2 separate regions of the Mus musculus genome follow, and region 1 is linked to region 2. A link is a contact called in public promoter capture Hi-C data. All regions are on one chromosome and are shown on one strand. Each heading gives the region's core, a stretch centred on a gene start, on an enhancer-like site or on the middle of the called end of the contact. The rest is flanking DNA. Distances are from core to core; before and after follow the strand shown. Region 1 holds the start of Ptpn21 (protein tyrosine phosphatase, non-receptor type 21). Region 2 overlaps Galc (galactosylceramidase).

Region 1 (2,700 bases), core at 65-2,564, 520 kb before region 2:
TTCATTTTCTTCCCGATTCAATTAACACGTTTTTATTTAGTGCCTACTGTCTGCCCAGAACTGCCCTCGGAATTCTAAGAGGTATAAATGAAGCCTCTACGAAACAATTTATAATATTCCTGCCAAGTGCGGCAGCCACGGCGTGGCTAGAACTTTTTTTTAATCTTGGAAGTAGAGCCCTAAATTGAGTCGGAGAGGCGTGGAGGGTTGACATAAATGGAAAGGGGTCTGGTGGCGCTGCCCCCTCTTTGTTGGGGACAGTGGGCATGCTGGAGAGAAGGTAATTAGAGTGGCCAAGGACGCACTCTAGACCACACATAGAGGTCTAGTAGCTGAACTTCACCTTGGGCGAACACTGGGAAGGACTGACAAACCCGAGGGAGAGTAACCATGGGAGTAGTGCGAAGAGGAAGAACTCTGAGGAGATGAAGCCAGGTGCTCGCGGTGTGGTTTAGCAAGAATACAGTATAATAATAAGCACTGGAGTCCCGCTGAGGGCAGCTCCTCTCAGTTCTCTCTGAGCTACTTCCATGGTTACTCCTTGGCAGTAGTCCTTCCCAGTGGTTCTCCAAGGTAAAGCTAAGCTATTACACATAAAGGGGAGATCTAGAGTGGCTTCCCTGGGCTTCCTTATTTCTAGAACTCTTATCCCTCTGCTCCCTAGTGGATTCTGGGGAGCAGCACCTCCAGCCTGCTGCCCATTTGGGTCAGCTTTCCACTTCTCTCCAAGTTCAGAGTTCCTACAGAGGAGCAGTGTGTGCTTGATGGGAGGAGCAGGCACTTAAAGCGGGTAGGGTAGGGGGCGTGTAGAAAGTCTTGAACTGTCTTCAGCAATGTTCAAGAGTACTCCAACAACCCCAGTTTCTTTACAGACCACCACCTAATAATGCAACCAAGCCCTTTCTACCTGGACTCAAAATAACCTCCTCTTCACCTCCCTTTTTTCTTCTTCTTCAAAGCTCTGCTTTATTTGGAAACTTAAAATAACTGGTCACACGGTTAAAAACAGCAGCGGCGCGCCCCCTCCCCGGTGGCCGGCCGCAGCTGTCCGGCCTCCCCCGCGCCCTGCCGCCCGCATTCCAACTCTCTGAGGTCACGCGCCGCCGCCTCCCCGGATCCGCGCGCCCGGCCCTAGGGGAGGGACGCGGGCCCCGCAGCTCCGGCCCCGGCCCCCGAGCTCCCCCAGAGAGTGCCGCCGCGGCCCGGCCAGTGCGGGCAAGGCGTGCGGTCGGCGCGCGGGCCTGGGGCGCGGGCGACCGAGCAGCAGAGGCTGCGGCGGCTGCGAAGGCGCGGAGCCCAGGGAGGCGGGACGCAGAGCCGGAGCGCGGCCCCGACCCGGCGGGAGCCGGAGCAGGTGAGGCGCGGGGGACTCGGGCAGGGGCGTAACAAAGAGCGAAGTCTTCCCTTGCTCGCTCTGATCTCCTAGTCATTTCTAAAAAGAGTCTGGAACTTCTATTCCGGACTCCTCCGCGGATAGTTGAGGCTTAGTTCTGGATCGGGGTTTGAAATCTTGGGCATATTTGTGACTCTCGGAATATGTGGAGTATGAAGGTTGCCGTATAACTTTGGCAACAAGGGGCATAAAGGAAAGTCTGTTTGGCAACTCCTTGTTTCGGTTTTGGAGCAAAGCGTCTTTACTCCTGGAGGAAGAATTCTTGGATCTGCAAATTCCGACTTGTGATTTCTGTAAACCCTGTTTAGATTGGCTGCTCTGAGCATGCTTGTCCTATCCCCAGCCGCCGCGGCCGAGAAAGCCTTATGATTATAAAGAATGTTAGTAAAAACCTTCTGAATCTTTATGAGCTCCAAGGAACCACTGCAGTATGTCTAATAGTTACTGACCCATGTTTTCTTTTCTCTTTCTTTTTAAGTTTTGGACAAGACAACAGTTCCACACTGGAAATAGTTGTTTTGTTTGTAGGCCATTTGGTTATATGCACAAATGTTCTGTGAGAAACAGGATTGATTTAAGGCACTAAGATATAGGCGTTCTAAAAATGTTAGGCTCTCTTTTTTAGTGAATATTTAACGTTAAAGGAATAGTGGCAAAGTTCCATGAACATGTGGTGACTGACTTGAGGTGTGACTCGAGTTAAAGTCTCTGGTGAGACTCAGAGTTAAAGTAAATTTGAGAAACCTCTAGAAGGGGGTATGGCTAAGAAAAATGAGAAATGGACTCGCTAACAGTGCAGAGCATCTTCTGTAAACCCGTGAAGCAGGATTTAAATATGCATCTTTTCTTATTCTATAATGGGATGATTTTATAGAGAAATTAGCCTGATTTTCTCTTTTAAAGGCTATATATAGTCTATTTCATTTAGTAGTTGGCACCTATACCAACCCTCTCCAGAGTATCTTAAGTTTCTACCTCTTGGCTGTAATATTGAAACATAAGTTATGGCATCATCAAGATATATTAATCAAACATAAAATTTTAAGTTACTAAGCAGTTTTTCCACAGTAGGTTTTATATGAATAATCAAGAAACCAGACATTCTTAGGAGAAGATGCATAGAAATTTAACAATCAAATGATAACAGTTGCCCAAATAAAAAGAGAAAACATTGGTTTTTCCTCCTCCCCAGTGCTGTAAAACATTCCAAATCTCAGCGACAACTGGAAATTTGAGTTTGTCTATTCAGAACTTAATAATTAAGCTATATAGTGTAGTATACTGTGTTAAGGGCATAGTTCCATCTT
Region 2 (2,700 bases), core at 70-2,569:
GCCTTACAGCTGGAGCTCATGGAGGCATTTCCTCAACTGAAGCTCCTTTCTCTGTGATAACTCCAGCTGTGTCAAGTTGACACAAAACTAGCCAGTACAGTAATAAACAAAGACATTTTAGAGTAAATAGTTAAATGTTTAACAAGGTTTTTACAGAGGGCAGATGAGTGTTTTGCATCGAAGGCACTAAGACCTGTTTAATCTTCGCTAGTGTTCTCAGGTGTTAATGCAGTGGGTTAATTAAATGAGTTAAATGAGTAGCGATTTCTGGACTACAGTGCTCTCCTCTGTAAAAGGAAGCATGTTAGGTTTCTTCAGGGACACTGGGCACAGTGCTAGAGGCAAGCATGTTAGAAACAGGCACACTCCCGAACATTCGCAGCGGAAGGGAGTTTAACAAGGAATGGTCGTAGACTCATGCTGGACCTACCTAGTGCAAGGTCAGAGAACACATACATGCTCAAAAGGGGACGATGACAGGGGTGCTTCTGAGCATGCCCAGTTGAGTGTTACAGTGATTAAGCTGGTGCCAGTCAGTGTCCCCAGGCTGTGTCCCGCTTTCCTTACGCGTTTAGGTGAAACGAAAGCAGAAAAAGACAGGTCCCTGGAGGCGGTTAATGCAGCTGCTTGCTGCTCCTGGTGACAGGACGTGAAAGATTGGCTTAAACAATGTCCTGTTTTCCAAACCTAGAGGTGGTCTTTTCAGCGACTGGAAACAGTGGGCATTGCTTTCTTGAGGTATTAATAACAGGAATTGATGAATCTCTCAAGTATGTTTTCTTGTGTTTTCTCCACAGAGAGAAATACAAGAGCTGCAGGTGTGGTATACCAAGCTGGGAACTCCGCAGCAGAGACTTCATTTTAAACAACTGGATACTCTATGGGTAGTTTTATCATTGATTTCTATGCTTGGGACGTTACAACGGTAAAAAGGGGCAAATTGGATCAATGAATTAAAATGAAGATGATTTTATGGCTACGGGACAGTGGAGATAAAATGCATTCATATCTTCATCAGAAATCGTGATGAAGGTGTGAGAAGCTTTTATGTGCACCGCTGTGCTGTCCTTAGACACTAGTTATGTTGGTGGCTGTGCCACCATTGCCTGGCTGCCCCCCTTTGAGACCATCCGCTCAGTCTGTGTCCCCACAGCAGTTGACTGTAGGCAGTCCTGCCCTCTGTGGGTTTCTCTTATGCTTTGTTCTTTCTTCTCTCTGCTACTCGTTTCTGTTTGGTCTCCCTTATTCGTGGACAGTGCCCCAGGTCTCAGCAGTCAGTCAGAATCTCAGAGCCAGCCATCACAATGCTAGAGAGTGGGGTGCCTAAAATAGGAACGGATCAGCAGCTTTCCCCACATAGCTTTCCTCACATTCCCCATGTGAGCCCCACTGACCTGTCACGTGACCCTCACTGTCCTCTCAGGAAGCAGAAAACAGATTTCCTTTTCAGATGCTTATCTCAGTAGCTGGTGTTTCCTCCCAGAGTGAACGTCTCAATTTCCTTCATATCTGTGAAGATATGTCACCTCAAGTGTGGGTTTCTTCAAAGCCTCACTCACTGGGCCCAGTGTCGGGCTCTGTGGGTCTCATCACAGGCTCCCCACCACTTTGCTGTCCTGGAGGTTGGGGATTTGCCTTATTTTGCTTTTAGTCCAGGGGTTTATGGTGCTTGGAACTGGGTGACTTCTCAGGAAAGATTTCCAAGAATAAAGAGGCCCCAGAAAATAGGTTAATTACATCATCTATTTGACTTAATCTGATGGATTTTTAATAATGATTAATGTTATAGTTAGCTAGTCAATATCAATGGTTACATGCCCATTAGGCCACTCTGTACTTGTATAATAGTTTGCTAGAAATAACATAATCAAATTGATCTCCTGCATAGGAATATTGTTAATCCTGAGGCAGAATGTGGCATCAGATATTCATGGTTCTGCATCTATTTACCCTTAAAGCAATGATACGATGCTAAACCCTTTAATTCAGTGTAGATAAAACTCATTAAAGTTTCAAAGGAGGTTTGAGCTCAAGCCCACATTAGTTATGTGGGGATTCAAACGGCTCCAGAGGGCTACGCTTATTACAGGACTATGCTCTAGGGAGTATTTCCCCGGGGCCACACTTCGAGGTGAACTAAGCAAGACCTTTATAAACATGTGGTTTAATTCTCAGTGTATTGTTAGCTTCAAGAAGGCTAACTGTGACACAGAGTCAGCCTACTAATTGAAATCTGAACTGACTATACGATGAACAGATTTTAAGTTTTATTTCTTATTGTAAGATGTTTCTTGAGGTGTCTGTGGGCTTTGTGGGTTCTTTTCTTTAGCAAGGCTCTGAAAGAAGCAAGCAGGCTGCTGAGTTACATTAATTGAATGTACCCAAGCTTTAGAGAGCTTACAGTGTAATGGAAGAGTAGGGTGACAGATAGACCTTCAGGTATCTTGTCATTGGCACCCCCCATCTGGTGAAATTCTATAAAATATTATTTATACACTTCTAAAATACCCTTAAAGTTGTCAAGGGCCTGGGTACTTATTTCTGGTCTTCCTCACGTGTTTAGGAGGTCCTAACAGAATGGCTGTTCACGCTTATTTCTTTTACCGCTCCCCAGCACCTGTCCTTGAACGTGGGGCTGTCTTCTCTTTCAGCTCCTTGACGGCAGCGGCAGTTTCACACTGGAACTGGAGGAGGACGAGA

What was found. Promoter capture Hi-C pulls out the DNA fragments that hold promoters and counts their contacts.
Region 1: a promoter capture Hi-C map of the HPC-7 cell line shows a contact between it and region 2, with 5 times the contacts expected there. The contact joins the promoter of Ptpn21 here to the enhancer-like site in region 2. A contact is called at or near these places in 4 of 39 promoter capture datasets (the 3T3-L1 cell line, the HPC-7 cell line, HPC-7-derived erythroid cells and 1 more) and 2 of 115 datasets of contacts at active chromatin or transcription factors (the NIH/3T3 cell line and bone marrow-derived macrophages).

Annotation. Positions count from the first base shown.
Region 1 is chr12:98,736,019-98,738,718 of GRCm38.p6, reverse strand. It overlaps Ptpn21 (protein tyrosine phosphatase, non-receptor type 21), which reads left to right and starts at 1,314. Exons shown (of 19, transcript NM_001146199.1): 1 at 1,314-1,354.
Region 2 is chr12:98,214,435-98,217,134 of GRCm38.p6, reverse strand. Galc (galactosylceramidase) reads left to right here. Exons shown (of 17, transcript NM_008079.4): 12 at 798-884; 13 at 2,652-2,700. Among named protein-coding and RNA genes, the nearest start is that of Galc, 44 kb to the left of the region's middle. Within about 2 kb of position 1,319, at least 27 of the 459 cell types and tissues checked have an H3K27ac peak or open chromatin away from gene starts, as enhancers often do. A contact at or near this core is called in the HPC-7 cell line and bone marrow-derived macrophages, where this site is marked.